Regions from separate parts of the Mus musculus genome. Here all the other regions are linked to region 2. A link is a contact called in public HiCAR-type and promoter capture Hi-C data. All regions are on one chromosome and are shown on one strand. The core of a region is the stretch at or near the end of the contact, and the rest is flanking DNA. Distances in the headings are between cores, read along the strand shown. Region 1 holds the start of Ankrd27 (ankyrin repeat domain 27 (VPS9 domain)). Region 2 holds the start of D530033B14Rik (RIKEN cDNA D530033B14 gene). Region 3 holds the start of Slc7a10 (solute carrier family 7 (cationic amino acid transporter, y+ system), member 10). Region 4 holds the start of Faap24 (Fanconi anemia core complex associated protein 24).

Evidence for each region. HiCAR-type assays count read pairs that join an accessible place to other places. Capture Hi-C pulls out chosen DNA fragments and counts their contacts.
Region 1: a contact with region 2 is called in a promoter capture Hi-C map of adipose tissue, with 4 times the contacts expected there. The contact joins the promoter of Ankrd27 here to the promoter of D530033B14Rik in region 2. A contact is called at or near these places in 1 of 39 promoter capture datasets (hippocampal neurons), 1 of 484 Hi-C or Micro-C datasets (B cells), 2 of 115 datasets of contacts at active chromatin or transcription factors (embryonic forebrain and large pre-B cells) and 2 of 9 other capture datasets (adipose tissue and liver).
Region 3: a HiCAR-type map of astrocytes shows a contact between it and region 2, with 5 times the contacts expected there. The contact joins the promoter of Slc7a10 here to the promoter of D530033B14Rik in region 2. A contact is called at or near these places in 1 of 39 promoter capture datasets (cranial neural crest) and 1 of 115 datasets of contacts at active chromatin or transcription factors (astrocytes).
Region 4: a contact with region 2 is called in a promoter capture Hi-C map of liver, with 2.6 times the contacts expected there. The contact joins the promoter of Faap24 here to the promoter of D530033B14Rik in region 2. A contact is called at or near these places in 1 of 115 datasets of contacts at active chromatin or transcription factors (astrocytes) and 2 of 9 other capture datasets (adipose tissue and liver).

What each region holds. Positions count from the first base shown.
Region 1 is chr7:35,584,808-35,587,507 of GRCm38.p6, reverse strand. Ankrd27 (ankyrin repeat domain 27 (VPS9 domain)) reads right to left here and starts at 1,261. Exons shown (of 29, transcript NM_145633.3): 1 at 1,139-1,261. It overlaps Rgs9bp (regulator of G-protein signalling 9 binding protein), which reads left to right and starts at 1,926. Exons shown (of 1, transcript NM_145840.3): 1 at 1,926-2,700. The coding sequence starts at 2,288.
Region 2 is chr7:38,182,457-38,185,156 of GRCm38.p6, reverse strand. It overlaps D530033B14Rik (RIKEN cDNA D530033B14 gene), which reads left to right and starts at 1,375. Exons shown (of 1, transcript NR_165180.1): 1 at 1,375-2,585. 1600014C10Rik (RIKEN cDNA 1600014C10 gene) reads right to left here and starts at 1,370. Exons shown (of 4, transcript NM_028166.3): 1 at 1,258-1,370.
Region 3 is chr7:35,184,984-35,187,683 of GRCm38.p6, reverse strand. It overlaps Slc7a10 (solute carrier family 7 (cationic amino acid transporter, y+ system), member 10), which reads right to left and starts at 1,299. Exons shown (of 11, transcript NM_017394.4): 1 at 1,034-1,299. The coding sequence starts at 1,202.
Region 4 is chr7:35,395,449-35,398,148 of GRCm38.p6, reverse strand. It overlaps Faap24 (Fanconi anemia core complex associated protein 24), which reads left to right and starts at 1,382. Exons shown (of 4, transcript NM_178643.5): 1 at 1,382-1,936. The coding sequence starts at 1,831. Cep89 (centrosomal protein 89) reads right to left here and starts at 1,086. Exons shown (of 19, transcript NM_028120.3): 1 at 943-1,086; 2 at 53-159. The coding sequence starts at 981.

The sequences.
Region 1 (2,700 bases), core at 12-2,511, 2.6 Mb after region 2:
CCATGCCCTACAGCTTCCCAAAGGGATGGGTTCTCCCTCCTTCCACCCATTCGGTCCCCAAACCTAGTCCCCTATCAAAACCCATGGGGGTGGGTGGCTCCTGCGTGGCTGCAATCATCACCCCGCCCTGCCCCAAGAATGGCTAAGTCTCACAATATCCAAATTCTGAATGCAAACCGACAGCTGAGCTGGCTAAAGGAAAGACCCCTGAGTGACAGTAAGTACTGGGGTTCAGGGCCCTAGATCCTGTCGGTTGACACACCACCACGGCCTGCACTGGGGGACTCTGAAAACCCTACTATGTGCTGCTTTCGCTCCGGATCAATGGGAAGTTTACAGTGTTTGATGTAAACAGGAGCATCTCTCCACAGAATGAAACAGAAATCCCAGCCACTGAGAACTCTGTCTGTCCAGTCTCACTAGCCCTCTTATCCCAAGCCTCTCACTCCTAGATGGTGATGTGTCACTTGCTTCCCCTGCCACCCACCCCGCCTTGAGTGTCCAGGTCCCCTGGAGCTGGAGGAGAGGCTGGAGGGGCACCGCCTGGCGCGCGCGCATCTGGGCAGTCCGTTTTCAACCAAGAAACCGAACACACTCTGTGTGGTTGTACGTCTCTGGGTACCTGAGTTTTCCATAAGTCTTCTCTACATACAGGACGAGAGGACCTCGCCACGTGTAAAGCAGGCAGGGATACCCTTTCCACTTTCAGCCCCGGCGGAAACTCAATCAGCTGGCCTAGACCAGGATCTGAACACACAGCCTCCTCCCTCAGTTTGGTCACCGGAAAACCTCCCAGGCCACATGGCCTGGGAGCGACAGCTCTGCCCACTGCCCCAAGTCCCAGCTCCGGGGGACCCAGGCCTGCCGTGGTGCCACAGGAACAGATGCATTCTCCGCGCCGCCTAGGCATCCCTCTGGACCTAGTGGACAACGTGCGCGCCGCGATGCGGACCGCAGAGGAACGGGAGAGCTGGGAGGCTCAGCCCGCCACGGGTCCGGGCCCCTGGGGCCCATCAGCCCAGCCTGGGGCTCCCCTTCAGTGCAGGGAACCCCTCCCCCTTCCTCTCCCAGGCCCCGCCCGACCTCGGCGTTCCCCAGAGTAGGGAGGCGCTGGAGGATACCCGCAGAAGACACTTACTTAAGAGGCTACATAGTTTCACCTCTGTGCTACGACAGCACCTCCCGGACCCTGGGCTGGGACCTGAGTGCCCACCACCCGGGTGCGGTGGCTCCACTCTTCAGCCTACCTCTTTACTCCGCCGTTGGGCGGAACCCTGCTCCAGTCTGTCCAATAAGAGGTCGTTTTAGTCGAGACTGACACGTAAACAGAGCAATCATTAAGTCTAGTTCAGTCGGAGGTGGGGCCCAGGCGACTCCGCGCTTCCTACTCAAGCTAGCCCCGCCCAGAACCAGGGAGTGCGCGTGCCCAGAATTCGAGAGGCGGGACCTAAGGAAGATCTGATATTAGGGGTGGGGTCCAAGCTGGGCCCCTGAAATGGGGTTAGACTGTGATGAAGAAGAGAGCTCCAACTAAGTAACAATCCTACCCGGTCGATCGCCCGTGCTACTGGTGATGCAAACTGGAGGTGCCCAGACTTCCGAGCCACCCTACTCTGTTGCCTACAGGGTCTAGTCCCTTGGTCCTTTCCCTTCACTAGCATGGGCTGCGATAAGCTAAGCATTCTTTCTACCGAGTCTCACTTTTCCTCGTCTGCAAAGTAGGAAAAAAAAAAACCTTGAATTTGTAGGGCGCTAAGGTTCCAGAATTATCATGGTAGGGAGAAGAGGGAAAGCCACACTTGATCTACCTGGGCTGGGCCCCGCCTACCCCTGGCCCGGGGGCGGGGAGGGGGCGGGGGGGGCGGGCGGAGGAAGCCCCGGGCCTGGACTGGTGGCTGGAGGCGTGTCCTAGGAAACTGGATCCTGCTGCCCTTGGCCGGGGCTAAGGCGCGCGGCTCGTCTTGGAGACTTGGGGTCGATCAAGGATGGGGTCTTCACTCTGGGCTTCTCAGGGAGCCGCCGTGAAAAAGAAAGTGGTGCAAAGACACTACGCGTGACCCGGAGCGCGTCTGGGGGAAATGGAGGAGCGGATGGGGAGAAGCTAACCAGACTACCCCAGCCGTGGGGACGCCGGAGGCGCACCTCAAGGGTCCCTGGAGAGCTCTGTTGAGAACAGCGGCGAGGACATGAGGAGCTTTCAGTCCGCCCTGCTCAAGGCTGGCATCAGGGCTGGAGGCGACCTACGACGTTGAAGGTTGCAAGTAGGGTACCGCCGGAGGGCAGCGCCATGGCCAGAGAGGAGTGCAAGGCGCTGCTGGACGCGCTCAACAAGACCACAGCGTGCTACCATCACTTAGTGCTTACTGTGGGCGGCTCCGCGGACACTCAGGACCTACGCGAAGAGCTGCAGAAGACCCGCCAGAAGGCGCGGGAGCTGGCCGTGGCCACCGGCGCCCGGTTGACCGTCGCGCTCCGGGACCGGAGCTTAGCTACCGAGGAGCGCGCGGAGTTTGAGCGGCTCTGGGTGGCCTTTTCAGGCTGCCTGGACCTGCTCGAAGCCGACATGCAGCGCGCACTAGCGCTGGGAGCCACCTTCCCGCTGCACGCGCCGCGCCGGCCACTTGTTCGCACTGGGGTGACGGGCGGCTCCTCTGCTGTAGCTGCGCGCGCCCTGAGCGCCCGCAGCCTGCGGCACGAAGC
Region 2 (2,700 bases), core at 126-2,625:
AGGTAACACGCCCCATTCTCCTCTTTCCAGGGGCCACCTCTGTCTGTCTGCGAGGAAGAGATGGGGGGCGCAGAAGACAGGACCTTCCCACGGGAGCAGAACGACTTCAATAATGCTGTCCTCAAAACAGGTCCTGTTCACCGGAAGTCCATCTGCCAGCCATAGGGAAGACAAAAGCTAACTGGGAGCCCTGATGTCCTATAGTCACCCAGACTGGAGGGAAGATGACAGCAGGGCTCCCATACACAGAGGAGGTGAAAAACTCAAACCTTTGGACAGCAGCCTGACCTGAGTCCAATCAAGTTGTGAGGAACAGAGGAGGAGGCCTCAGAGTAACAGGGGGCTCCATGTTCTTTATAGCAATCTTAGACGAAGCTGGGATTCAAATCCCCAGAGTAGAGGGAGGAAATGTGTCAGGGGTAGGGGGTGGGTAAGGGGAGGCTGCAGGGAGAAACAAACAGAAACTGAGTGGAAAACAGGTCTTTGGCCAAATAGCAATATTTGCTCCCCTGTCTGGAATTCCCCAGTTGTACTCTGTCCTCTGTGAAGTTCATCACCCTGTTCTTCCAGCCTACTAAGTTGTTTACTTACTTGATTGTTGGTATTTAAAAATAAGAAGATATCGAGGGTGTGCTGGCTCCCTCCCATAACCCCAGCATGGGGGAGGCTATGGTAGGACTCCCAGATCAAGACCAGTGAAGGTTACATAGTGAGACCCAGTCTCAAACTAACAGCAATAATACAATCTTACATATATCTTAGATCTTCCTAATTTCTCTTGAAAGATCAGAAGTGGTCAGTGGTAGGTTCGCTACATAGCTCGCAGAGTTAACTGACACCCATCACTCAGCAGCACCGTGCCCTCTGCACCCGGCCATGCATGCACCTTATCTACTTAGTCATAGAAGAACGTTTTTCAACAACAGCTCCAATTAATCTGGCCCTTTGATCCCCTGACATTCATTCCTGGCCATCCCTAAGCTAGAGCCCAGATTTCCTCCCTCTCTGGGCCAAGCACAGCAGTCCGCTAGGCAGAAGGCATAAACTGTGGGAAGACACCGCACCGCGCACGCGCACTCCCAAGCATCCAGGTTGCGGCTGGAAGCGCACGGAGCTGCTGACTACTCCAACCTCGGCGCTGCAGCTTAGGCCTTCAGTGTCTCAGGTCCTTTGCATTGAGATGAACAGCTCTAGCACTGGGCCTGACACCGTAGGGTCCCCGACCGGCTTCGCAGACCCCGGCTTCCCCGCGCGCACCTTTACCGAGCTGGAGTCTGGGACCGCCAAGGCACTGAGGCCGGCTCTGCTCTGCCAGCTCCAGAGAGGCGTTCACAGGCCACCGCCACCCTGGCTCCGCCCTCCCACCTTCCGGCTCCGCCGGCCTTCCGGGTCGCCGAGCTCTGGGTCCCCATGAGTCTGGGTCCTCAAGATGGGACAGGCCTGGGGAAAGATCTTGATGGCGGGGCGAGGCGTCCCTTCCGCGCCCCAGCGTCTGATTGACTGACACCAAGACCCAGGCTAGGAAGCTCTGTGCCTGCGGAAATGGGGAGCATCTGGGAGGGGACTCTGTGTCGCGAGGACCCGCTGCCCCCACTTCCTCTCCGCCTGGCCACCCCACTCAGTGCCCAACCTCACGTTTAGGATCTGGGACGGTTCCTGGAAGGTTCTCCTCGATCGCCCTTTGCGCTGGCTGGGTCTGTGACTTGCCGGACCCTTTCTCCCACAGGGTCCTGGACCTGGGAGATGATAGAGGGGCTTGGCTGTCAGGAGCGACTGCTGGTTAATTAACGCTGGGGCCTGCGTGGGACGCGCAGGGGCTGGTATAGCTTTCAGACCTCCTAAGACCAGAACAGAGCCCACTCCACTTGCAGGGCAAAGGGAGCCACTCAGAAAGAGAGCAGAGTAACAGAAAAATCCAGAGAGGCCTAGGGAGCAGTCCCCGCCCCCTGGTCCCAAGGACTCTAGGGCTGGCCTGAAAATATGCCAAATCTGGTATCTCTCCCAATACTGAACTTTAACCCTGAGCAAAGTCTTGAGTACGCACGGTTGTCAGTGACAAACTAGATACAGAGGGACTGGGCTAGCCAATGCCACCCAAATAGAGAGTGTGGCGAGCGAACTCCAGTCTAGGTCCAAGTGGCCCCTAGCGCGATCTGCCAGGTGGGGGTGGAGAGCTGCTGCGGGCATACAGATGATCTGTGCAGGGCCATATTATTTCTTCTTTTCTGTCTTCTTAGAAGGCCTCGAACCCCTTTTAACATCAAGATTCTCCTGGCTGGAGTGGAAAAGTCTGTGCGTTTTCGAGTAGGAGCTTTTGCCCGAGTTTGGGTGACTTTCAAGAGCCAAAGTTAACTGAGGCTAAGAATAGATTAGCTCCTTGCTCTCTGTGGAGCTATGAGGTGAGGCGCTTCAATGTCCCCCGCGGGCAGCGCCCTCTGGTGGCAAGGTCGAGAACCGGACTCGCTTGTTTTCTCCTTTGCCTAAATATCAGAAGTATGTAGCAATGATGGGAACAGGAAAGTTCAGTGGAGAATAGAGACTAGGCTATAAGACATCCACACCGACGATGAATAAAGCCCTAAAATTATCACCCTGACACCTAGAAGTGTTCCTAGACAGCCAGTAGCGGCTGAGGCCGTCTGTGAAAGAGGTGCACAGTAGGTGTGTGTACATCCACAATCCTGTTACTCAGATAGAGCT
Region 3 (2,700 bases), core at 50-2,549, 3.0 Mb after region 2:
TACATCTCTCCAGCTGGAGTTTCTCATGGAAGGGCACAGAGCAGAAGGTAAAGATCACACACACACACACACACACACACACACACTTCAGCCTTTCTCTATCTCCAGGGGTCAAAGGGCAGAAAGAGAGCTATTTGGCTGCATCCCTACTGTGTGCCACTTCCTACTGGCTGGGAAAGGGGACAATCAAGACCCCAATTACTGCTCTTTTAGACCCCCAACTCCTGGGCACAGGGAATCAGAAAAGGCCCCGCCCAAGAGGTCTAGTCCAGTTCTCCTTCAGGAGTCAAGGGACAGACAGAGGTGGGGTTGCTGCCCAACCCTGTCCCCGGGGCATTCTACCTATGCAAAAAGCACCATCTGTAGGAAGAGCGAGAGGGGCCAGGCCATGAGAGCACCCATTCAGATGCCACCAGATCACGAGAGTGCTCACTTGGATCCCAGGGCTGAGTGGGTGCTCTCCTGGAGGCTTGGTCTGCTCCTGGCTACTTCGCTACCTCTCCTCGGATTCTGTGGCCACCTCTGCCAGGAAGGTCAGCTTCGTGGCCTTTAACCCTTGCTTTAGACTCTACCCGGCCATTTACCTTCCTGCTTTCCAAGAACAGATGGCTTCACTTCCCTGGCACTTGAATCTGGCACACAGTAGGGATGCACACAGGCTGCCCTGCAGCCCAGAACTTGCCACTCAAGCCAGGCCTAGCAATTATTTCCGTTTCCTAGGTGGGAACAGGGGACTTGCCTTGGTAAAGCCCCTCAGCTGAGTGAAGGCCAGGGGAGGGTTGCAGCAAGGAAAGCCCCCACCCGAACCCCCACCCCCTTCCAGGCGCAAATTTTCAGAGAGGTTGGGGAGGTGAGGGCAAGAAGTTTTGTGACTGGTTTGCCAGGTTCTGTTCCGAATGGGGTCAAGTGTATTCTCCAGCTATGGCAGCAGGTGCTCGAAGGGTTCCTTTGCCCCTGTGGTCTTATGGTCTTCGTGAGGGAGGAACATAAAGGGGTTCCCCCAGTACTTCCACGCTATGTACGCCCTACTCACCGATGATGATGGTGCAAGCGCTCACCAGCCCGATCTCTTTCTTGAGTGCCACCCGCTCCGAGGCGCCCGGGCCGGGACCAGGGCCCGGGGAAGGCGAGGGCGCAGGGCCGGGGTTCCCGTGCCCGCCTGGCTGTTGTATGTGGCTTGCCATGTCGCTGTCCCGCCTCATCCCAGTTCCCTGCGCTACCCCGTCTGTCCGGCCCGCAGCCAGTCCTCCGTCGGTCGGTTCGTCTGTCGGTGCGCTCGCGGCCCTCGCAGCCCGGGACAGCGCCCACAGGCGGGCGCATGCGCTGGCACGGGGCCCGGGCCCCCGGGGGCCCCCGGGCGGCTGGATCCAGGGAGGGACGGAAGGAGGGACGGCCGGCAGCCCCCTCCCCCACCGCCCTTAAAGGGAACTCCCCCTTCCCCCCCACCCCCAACCCTAGTCAGGGGAGACAGGAGGGGACTGGGATCAGACTTAGAAAGGACTTCCTAGTTGAGTGAACGAAGGGGCTACACCCAGACTTGGGTGAGGTGGGGGAGAAGAGCTCAAAGACCAGGCTGTCCCTGCGCTCAAGGAGTGTGAGCAAGACGTGCTGGGGTAGGCGGTGCTGCATGCCCCAGCCTGTACTTTCTAAATCCCTCAAGCCCCATTTGTGAAGGGTGGGCATTGCACAGGTTGAAAACCACCGCCTAGCGGCAATTAGCCTGACAGTGGCACGGTCTCCATGAAGACTTTTTGATAGCTCCCTGGCCTCTAGGCGGTCCTGACTGAGTCATTTGGGATGAATGGAGACTGTCCTTAAAACAATTCTGAAGGCAAAAGGCTTGAGAAGAGTTGAAGATAAGGAGACCCCAGTGGGGCCCCGGGCATCCTGGGAGTTTGGGACAGTCCCCATCACCATCAAATCTATCCCTGCCTCAGCATCCCCTAATTCCTCTTCGGGTCCAGCCTTAGGTCCCCACCGCAGACTCCTCTACACAGGTCAGTCAGGGCACAGTGGACTGGGACTTTGGCCCAGGCCGTCTAGCATGGCTCAAGGTGACCAGACCGCTGGAAGTGCCAGAGAGACGGGAAGAGAACAATTGTGGTAGCAAGGAGGTATCGGGCCCAGGATCCTGGGAAGCCTGCCTCCTCCCGGAAGCCATTGGGCGGTGCAGCCCAGATCGCGGGGCAAATTCATGCGCGGGTGGTGCGAGGGAGCAGGGCCGCGTCGGGGCCACCGGGGCGGCGGGCGGAGCGAGGCTGGCACGGTGTGGCCGACGGCGGAACAGCTTTTGTGTGTTGCTGGCGATAGCTGCGTCGCGCCGTCCCCTGCATGAGGATGAGGCCACTCGGGGCCACCGGTCCTTCCCCCGATCGCGGCCTCAGAGTTTGCTGGGGAAGGGCAGGGAGGACCCGAGATGGGACGAGTTCAGGAGCCCAAGAGCCTGGGCTGGGGGCGGAGCACGGAGGTGGGGTCTTGGCCAGGGCCTGGTACTTCGAAATTGGGGCGGGGACTTGATAAATAGAAGAGGGAGGACTCTGGGGGGACCAGGAGGGGGAAGCCACTCGGCAGAGCTTCATCCTTCGCACTCCCGACGAAGCCCAACATTCTTGGCGACCTCTGCCTCCCGCCCCAGAGACGATAAGCTGAACGTGGCAAGACTCTCTTAAAGGAACCTCGTGCGGTGCTGGGTCAGGCTGG
Region 4 (2,700 bases), core at 133-2,632, 2.8 Mb after region 2:
TTGATGGTCAAGCACGGGCGTGACCCTCGGTGCTGCTCATCTTGGGACTTACCTGGGCCTCTCTGGAGAAGGGTTGGGGCTCCGAGGAGGGGGTGTGCGTGGCACCGCTGGCTTCGGAGCGATGCTGGCTGCGGGGAGGAAGCCATGGATGATGTGGTTCTGCACAAATGAAACCCAAGGCAGGTCACCGGGAGAAGATCACCTTGCTCCTGGGCCACCATCACCTCCCAAACTGAGGTCACTCTAGGGATCCGGCCCCACAAGAGTCTTTACACACACACCTGCCGCTGTTCCCAATCCCCATTGGTGAGGCAAGGGCACTCACTGGGGCACACCATCATGGCTATCCGATTCATTCACACCTCCCTGCTCACGGCAGCTTTCCTGACCGATTTCAATTGTCAACTGAACTGGGCTAATCTATACCTACCGTGTAATGAAGCACACCTTTGGGTGTCTGTGGGAGGGCTTTTCCAGAGAGGATTAACTAAGTGAGCTGGGCTAATATACCCTAAATAGGAAAGGAATCAACTCATGGGGGAAGTTTTCTCCAAGACAGGAGTGAACTCCCGGCTAAGAGGAGAATCCTGACAGGGAGGCCAAGATTCCTGTCTGTGGCAGGCTCTGGACATGAAGGGTTCTTTGGAACATTTAGTCTGGGTTTCTGGAATTTAATGCTCCCTGATAGCGATCCCGCCTCGCTCCTATCTCAGTCTTTAAAACCTGCACATGAAGGCAGGAGAGATGGCTCAGTGGTTAAGAGCATGGTCTGCTCTTCCAGAGGTCCTGAGTTCAATTGCCAGCAACCACATGTTGTCTCACAACCATCTGTAATGGGATCTGACACCTTCTCTTGCTATGCAGGCATACATGCAGATAGATCACTCATATAAATAAATCTTTTTTTTTTTTAACCGCACTCGAAGGCCTGGAACTACTCACGAACTGGCTCCGGCGGTTCCTGCGGAAGCTGAGGAGCATCCTGGCTGAGAGCTGAGGGCTGCGGGTTGAGCCGCCAGGCGCTGGACTAGCTGGAAGGTAGACCCCGCAGCCTGCACAGCTCCCCACAGCCTAGCTCCCGCGGACCCCCGACTTTACAACAAGCATGTCTCACATTGGCTCTGTTTTGAGTCTCAGCCTATCAGAGTCAATTTTACTGCCACCCGTTGCTCTTGACAACCCAGCAAGGCGTCATTCAAATTCCAGCCAGAGAGGAAGCAAGCTGAGACTTCCGTTCGATTATTGGCTATAGTAGACGCCCATCTTTTACCTATCACCCAATAAAACGCTGGCCAGGGCGGTCAGAATTTTAAAGAGGGCTCCCGGGCTGTGGGAACCCGGAAGTGGCAGGGCCTCAGGTGAGGTCCACGGAGATTCTAGACCCCGGCGCAGTGAGCTTCCCTGCCTTTGTAGCCCTGGACAGGAACCGAATAGAAGGACAGGGACCGAATGGAAGAGCCACCGTAAGCGTCCTGTTAGGACACCAGAGCTAAGGGAGGTGCTTACAAAGAGGGACGGAGTCACTCAAACAGAAATCTCCCGGGTTTAGCTCGGGGTAGTGGCGCCCGGCTGTCATTTTAGCACTTGGGCTGCTGAGTTCAAGTCCAGCTGGAGTCAACTATCAGTACAGAGCCAAGCGTGATAAGAAGACCCAGTCTTATTTTGAAAATAAATAATCTCTTGAATTCAGACTTCGGTTGAAGTAGCTCAGTGCCTGAAAATCCACTCTACAGATCCTGTCAAAGAGGTCCCGACTTCGTGTAGAACTGTGTGCAACAGCGCCTGCTCTAGTGAGACCTTGCATTTTCCTCATTTAGACCAAAACCACGGATGGAAAGGAACCCGCCTGATGGGACCGGTCCGGTCCACGTGCCACTAGGACATATTGTGGCTAGTGAAAAATGGCGCGGGTCCCAACTGGCTCAGGAGATGCAAGGTCAGTGAGCTGTCTTCTGTCATACCCCTTTCTTCCCAGCACGTTAAAAGAGAGAGTGAGAGAAATGCTGGGTATGGTGATGTTCCTTTGCAATCCCAGCACTCCTGAGACTGAAGTAGGAGAATCATTGCGTTAGAGACCAGCCTGGGGCTACATAGCAAGTTCAAGGCCAGCTTGGGCTATGAGAACTTGTCTCAAAATAGTTACATAGACTAAAATGAAAGGGGACTGGAGAGAGAGCTCCGTGGTTACGAGGACTGGCTTATCTTACAGAGGATCGTGGTTTAATTCCTAGCACCCACATGGTGGCTCAAGGAGTCAGACTCCTCCCTCTTCTGGCCTTTGGGGGCACTAGGCTTGCACATGTGCACAGACATATGCGAGCAAAACCTACATATAAATCTTTGGGTTTTATTTTATTAAAAAGGAGGTTTAGGACAGGTGGTGGTGGGTCACACCTTTAATCCCAGCACTTGGGAGGCAGAGACCGAAGGATCTCTGAGTTCAAGGCCAGCCTCATCTACAGAGTGAGTTCTAGAACAACCAGGGCTACACAGAGAAACCCTGTCTCAAACCAACAAAAAGCGGGGTGGGGGCTAGAGATGGCTAGATCCCCATCTGTTTTCACTGAGCTGTTCATTACTGCCTGTAATTCCAATTCCAGAAGATTTGATGCCCTCTCATGGCTTCTCAGGGTACCTTCATGCACGAACACACACATACACACATATACACACATTTAAAAAAATGAATCTTCGCACAAA